2 separate regions of the Mus musculus genome follow, and region 1 is linked to region 2. The links are chromatin contacts, called in public HiChIP or PLAC-seq maps. All regions are on one chromosome and are shown on one strand. Each heading gives the region's core, a stretch centred on a gene start, on an enhancer-like site or on the middle of the called end of the contact. The rest is flanking DNA. Distances are from core to core; before and after follow the strand shown.

What was found. HiChIP or PLAC-seq counts read pairs in DNA pulled down with a chosen protein or histone mark.
Region 1: an H3K4me3 HiChIP or PLAC-seq map of bone marrow-derived macrophages shows a contact between it and region 2, with 2.6 times the contacts expected there. The contact joins two enhancer-like sites. A contact is called at or near these places in 4 of 39 promoter capture datasets (cranial neural crest, hippocampal neurons, liver and 1 more), 3 of 484 Hi-C or Micro-C datasets (the MC38 cell line, bone marrow-derived macrophages and embryonic fibroblasts) and 3 of 115 datasets of contacts at active chromatin or transcription factors (bone marrow-derived macrophages, fibro-adipogenic progenitors and pancreatic cancer cells).

The regions. Positions count from the first base shown.
Region 1 is chr10:120,615,589-120,618,288 of GRCm38.p6, reverse strand. No RefSeq gene overlaps it. Among named protein-coding and RNA genes, the nearest start is that of 4930471E19Rik, 19 kb to the left of the region's middle. Within about 2 kb of position 1,423, at least 112 of the 459 cell types and tissues checked have an H3K27ac peak or open chromatin away from gene starts, as enhancers often do. A contact at or near this core is called in bone marrow-derived macrophages and embryonic fibroblasts, where this site is marked.
Region 2 is chr10:120,427,975-120,430,674 of GRCm38.p6, reverse strand. The region is part of intron 3 of Hmga2 (high mobility group AT-hook 2); the gene reads left to right. Among named protein-coding and RNA genes, the nearest start is that of Mir763, 19 kb to the left of the region's middle. Within about 2 kb of position 1,329, at least 124 of the 459 cell types and tissues checked have an H3K27ac peak or open chromatin away from gene starts, as enhancers often do. A contact at or near this core is called in bone marrow-derived macrophages and embryonic fibroblasts, where this site is marked.

The DNA of each region.
Region 1 (2,700 bases), core at 174-2,673, 190 kb before region 2:
TGGGTATATGAATACATTTGAGTGTTAGAGATTAATCTAGTTTGGTAAAGGGGTGGTTGTAGTTTCTCCTCCAAGATCCATGACTTCACTAGTCCGGGGCAGCTGGCTAGTGTTCCAGCATCAGGCAAGATTCCCTCCTCTTGAGGGGGTCTTAAGTCTAATTACAGACCTGTTACCTCCAAAGTAAGGATGCTCCCCTAGGGTTATTGTGCCACACAGGTCACTGCTGTGGTCCATAGGCGCTGTAGTTGGATAAAATTGCTGGCTCTTTCTCTCCTGTGGAAGCTGGCATGGTGCCTTCTGGTGCCAAGAAGGCTAGCCCTTAGGAAGAACCATTCGGGTCAGTTCCAGTTTAGGGGCCTGTGCATGGTGTCTATAGCAAGACACCAAGAGGAGAGATTTACCTCCCACATCTGGAGGGCATCCAAGGAAAATAACAATAGTCCATAGAGTTTTGGGAATGCCTCAGATAATCCTGACCAACAACTCAAAAGAGGTCTTCTAAAGCCTGATGTGGGGGTTTCCTTAGGTGGAGGTGGTCTTTGGCTCTTGGAAAGAGCATTGTTAGCCCAGATGAAAAATATATACACATCTATATTTGTGTGTGTGTGTATATACATATATACACATATATATGTATATTGTTTATAGATTTATATTATAGAATTTTTTAGGCAGACAGTTAATAGTATGATCCGTTTATGAACTTTTCCAATATCCTTGCTGACATTTCATCCACCTCTCTCCTTTGTCTGTATTCTATCTCTATTTCCCCCTCTAATTCTTGTTACTGAATAATTTAGTGAGTTCGGAAATGAGGTCACCACGGCTCCCCGCCACTCGCTCCGTCTTGCTCTTCATTTAAGAACAAAATCAACAACTATGCTCTGCAAGTTTGTGGGTGCATTTAATTCAAACTTCTTTGCTTCAGATTCAAATCAATGCCAAGTATTTTGTAATCCCCTCTTCCTTCCATCCTCCTTCCCTCATTTCTAACCCCCTTATCTACAGTCAAGGAAAAAAAAAAGTTCATTTATAGGAGAAAGGAATCCACTGGAACCAAAGATGCCAGCTTGGGACCCTTTTCTCTGTGTGCCTGCTGGGGCGTCCCTGGAGTGTGGGAGCAGTTTCTGGGAGGTCCACAGGCTAGGTCAGCCAAGGGCCTTCTCTTTCCATTCATCCCCAACTTGACTCTGTATTCAGCTGAATATAGTTAAAGGATTTATTGCCGTCATTTTGCTCCTTAAATTAAGAGTCATTGTGGTGAGAACAAACCATAGCAATATGGCCCAACCACAAAGACAGAAATTACTTTGTAAGTTTCAAAGGATTTTCACCAAAGAACTGCTCTGTGCAGAGGGTGTTGGGGGAGACATCTGATGGAGACACGTTTTCTTCCGCCACTATAATAAGGTATGTGTACCCCTCCAGAGACGTGAGTCACATCTCCTGTGACAGGAAGCTGTGGATAGTTTCTGTGGGTTTGGGGGTGGGGGAGAGTTGTGTGTGTGTGTTAAATTTTCAACGCTGCCTGTTTCCTATGACTCGTGAGTGGCTCATCACCTGACTCATGTGCTCTTCTGGGAGGGGGTCTCCTAAATGTGGCTTTTAAATCTCAGTAATAAAGACACCCAGCTGTTCTGATTCCTAATAGGATGAGAGAACACACAGGAAATGGAGTCAGAGCTTTGAGTGAACATTTTCTGAGGTCATCTCTTCCTGGCTTTCTGCAGAATTATGCATAGACTGCTCTAGGCTTCAACACTTTTTTCTTTTTTTAAAGACCTTATTTTAAATGTTCCCCTCTTGGCCTCAGTAGATTAATAGATTCCAGTCAATCCTTTGGTTTTGTTGTTGTTTTCCAGGCTAAAGCCACACTTTGCTGAAGCTGACCCTCTGTGGGATGTGTACCCTGAGCCCCACTGACCCAGTCAGCAGGGAACTTGGCAAGTTCAGCGTAGATGAAGCTCAGGCTATAAGATTTGTAGGAGATGATGCAGGCTAAGATGGGAAGGGAAGCCAAGAACTAGATGTGCCTCTGTGCCAACCTGAGACCCAGTCTTTGCTTTTGCTTGGCTGACTCTTTCATTTTAATATTCAAAGTGTGGTCCCCATTTTGATTTAACATCCAGATCTCTCTGTTTCCTTGAGGCATGTTCATGCCCTCTCAGTTTGGGATGATTCTCACCCGCTTCTACCCCCAGCATTACAGTCTTGCACTATCTATCCCCCCCCCCCCACCCCAGCTATACAGCCTTGCACGATCTACCCACCAGCTATACAGCCTTGCACGATCTACCCCCAGCTGTACAGCCTTGCACGATCTACCCCCAGCACCTCTCTGGCTTTTCCTTCTGCTCTCTGCTCCAGCCACATGCTCCCTTGACTATGCCTGAAATGCACTCAAGGCCTCTACCATGTTCCCTCTCTGTCACACGCCTCCTGCAGATACTCATTCGTTTCATTCTTTACCTTTTAAACCCCTTTCTCAAAGTCCCTTGACCAGCAGCTTACAGACTTTTAAAGTCCGAACTCCCTATCTCCCCTACATGGTTTTTCTACCCATCCCGCTGCTTTGCCAAGCTTATTGCATGTATTGCCTGCCCTGACTAGAATGCACGTTCCCTAGGGGAACAGCGTTTGTGTACCGCTTGGTGTCAAGATCTAGAATACACCTCTTCAGGGCATATCTCCCAGGAT
Region 2 (2,700 bases), core at 80-2,579:
ATTTTACAGCGGTTGACCAAAAGTATGCAAGTGGTTACAAAAAAAAGTAGCCAGCTAAAGTTGGGAGGTGCCACTCACACATCCTGAAATCCATTCACAGAGCTTTGACAGTCACTCCTGGTCACTGCAGAATAAGATCCCAGGAAGATTCGTTTTCCAGAGGAAAAATGGACTCAGCCGCAGAGCATTTCAGTCCAGAGCAGATTGCTAAGACCTCTGCCCACTGTCCTGTGGCACTGCCTTCTCGCCTCACTCCTAAGACTTCCTGGTTCAGTTAGTTCTCCCTTTGTTTGGTTGGTTTTGTTGTTATTTTGCTTGCCTTTTTCCAAAAGAGCTAGGAAAACGGTTTGAAAACTATCTTGTTACTACTGTTGTTCTGGGAGAGCCTGAGCTGCCCTTGGTATTTAAAGGTTAAAAGGAAGGCCGCCGCTGACAATCTCATTCAACTCTTGAGTTCAAATAGTTCATCTCAGAACTAAGTGGGAAAATAGAAAGTTTAATAAACATTAAGGATAAGAAAATGTAAGCTTAGAGAGGATCCAAGGCTTGAATAGGGTGTCAGACATGGCTGTATGAAAGGACTGGCCAGAAATAGGAGAGAGAGAGAGAGAGAGAGAGGCGCGCTCACACATACACACACACACACACACACACACAGAGGGGTTGGGGGAGAAATATGAATGAATATGTAGCCTGAGAGTTCTGAGAGTTGGACAATCTCCAAGTTCTCATTGGAGAATATGAAATGAGTTTTCCTTGATGAGAAGACATTGTTCCAAGACTCTGAATCTTGAGGCCAAGGTTTCTTTTACTTTAAAACCAAAAACAAAACCATCAGGTTTGGGGCTTTGTGGCAGCTCATTCATTGCACTTCTGAGAAGTGATATTAATCCTAACTGCCTCCGTGTAGTGTAGCCTTTCCACACTGATGTTTGGCGTGATCTAACATCACCCAGTAAATATTGATGACAGCATTCCTTTTAAAGCCACGCTCCTGCATTTGGTAATTTCCATACAGTTCCACACAAACATAGCTGGTTTTCTTGTTGGTCTGGGAGTTTGGGATGGTACCAAGTCTCTGCCGTGTATTACTAGGGCAGTGGACCCGTTTTGAAGATGCTACGGGCATCCAACGCTTTGCCTTCGGAGGGTAGACAGGGAAAAGGAGGAATCAGGCGAGCACCGATGGCCTCTTCCAACCTATTTCCACAGCTTCTCCTTGTCCCAGCCTGTTCCCAGTTTGCAAGTTTTGGGTTCTCTTCGTGCAAGAGACAGTTGTCCCTGTTCCTCATTCCTCGGTGCAGATGTTGTTGTTTGTGCCTCCTGAGTCACAGAGCCTTGTCATTCCCTTCGCCTTCTCTCTTTCTGCAGTGTTAATCACGTGTTTGCTGGCCAGGCTATGCAAATAACGCTTGGCTAAAAACATTTAAAGGATTATGAAGCAATCTTCCTTAATTGTAGCGAAACAAAACAAAACACAACACCACTCCCACCGATCCTCCGCTGAACAATCCAGTTAGGATTGGAACAGTCCAGACCTCAGCCTTGTCCTAGGCCACGGGAGAGGCAGGGAGGGGAAGGAACCGGGAATCCGCTCCATATCCGGGACTCCTTCACAGAGCTCGTAAGGGTACAGCCACCCTCCCTCGTTCCTTCCTGCAACTGTAGCCTTTCCCTCGGCCCAGACATGGCTTGAGGGCAGCGTCTGGCAGGGCTGGTTCTGCAGCCTACTCGGAGGTCCAGGCTGTGAGGTTTGGATGTGGCTTTTGCTGATCGGTATTTCCATCTCCTGTCCCTGGGCGGTCAGCTGCTGGCATGGAACCACAGAGCCTCATTCCCTCCCAGTAATCAGCCTGTCACCAAAGCCGTCTTCTCTGCCCAGAGGGAAGCGGGCACAGACCCCGCCGATGACTGCATGCCCAACGCAACCTTTGCAGCGAGCTGAGCCTAAGGCGTGCCCGCGCTTCTGTGGCTCCCGGGAGAATCCTGCTGCTAGTTGCGCAGTCGTGCCAGTTGGCCCCTGCACACCCTTTTGGTTCATACTGAAACGGCCAGCAGTTCGGGGAAGGAGGAAGCCTCTGCGGCTCCGCTATGCCGCTGGCTGCCAGGATTGTGTCTGTACTGGGTCCAGCAGCAGAAACAAAACAGGGCAGAGCCCGGGGTGGCCCCCGCTAGAGCAGCTGAGCACTCAAAACAAAGCCGCCCTCTCTGAGGGTAGCTGCAGCAGGCTCCAAGCCTGAGGCTGGAAGAGAACCTGGAGCATGGTTGAATCTTCCCAAGGTTGGGAAACTGAGGCCCAGAGAAGGCACATCTGGGTAGCCGCCCAACTTGGAGTAAAAATGGCTCCATCTTTACTAATGTTAAGTTTTAATAGGCCGGTTGATAAGGATTCAGTAACCTTGACAGAGTGCTTTAATCCATTCATATCTCATATCTTTATATCTCATCTGGAAGATGGGGAGCCAGTCATAGTTTTTAAGGGTCGTATGGACTGAATGAGAAAGTGTAAACAAAGAAGGTGGCATTGTGCCCATCACTGGAGCCTCCGGTCAGCGTTGCTGGGTCCCCAGTAAGACTTGAGTTTGCTTTGCAGGTGTAACAAGAAGGGCAGGGAATTGTTAAGTATCCGCTCAGTTAAAAGAGGTTTTCTAAGACAGAGTAGCGTTTTTTTATTCCCCCACCCCCTTAAGGAATACGTTT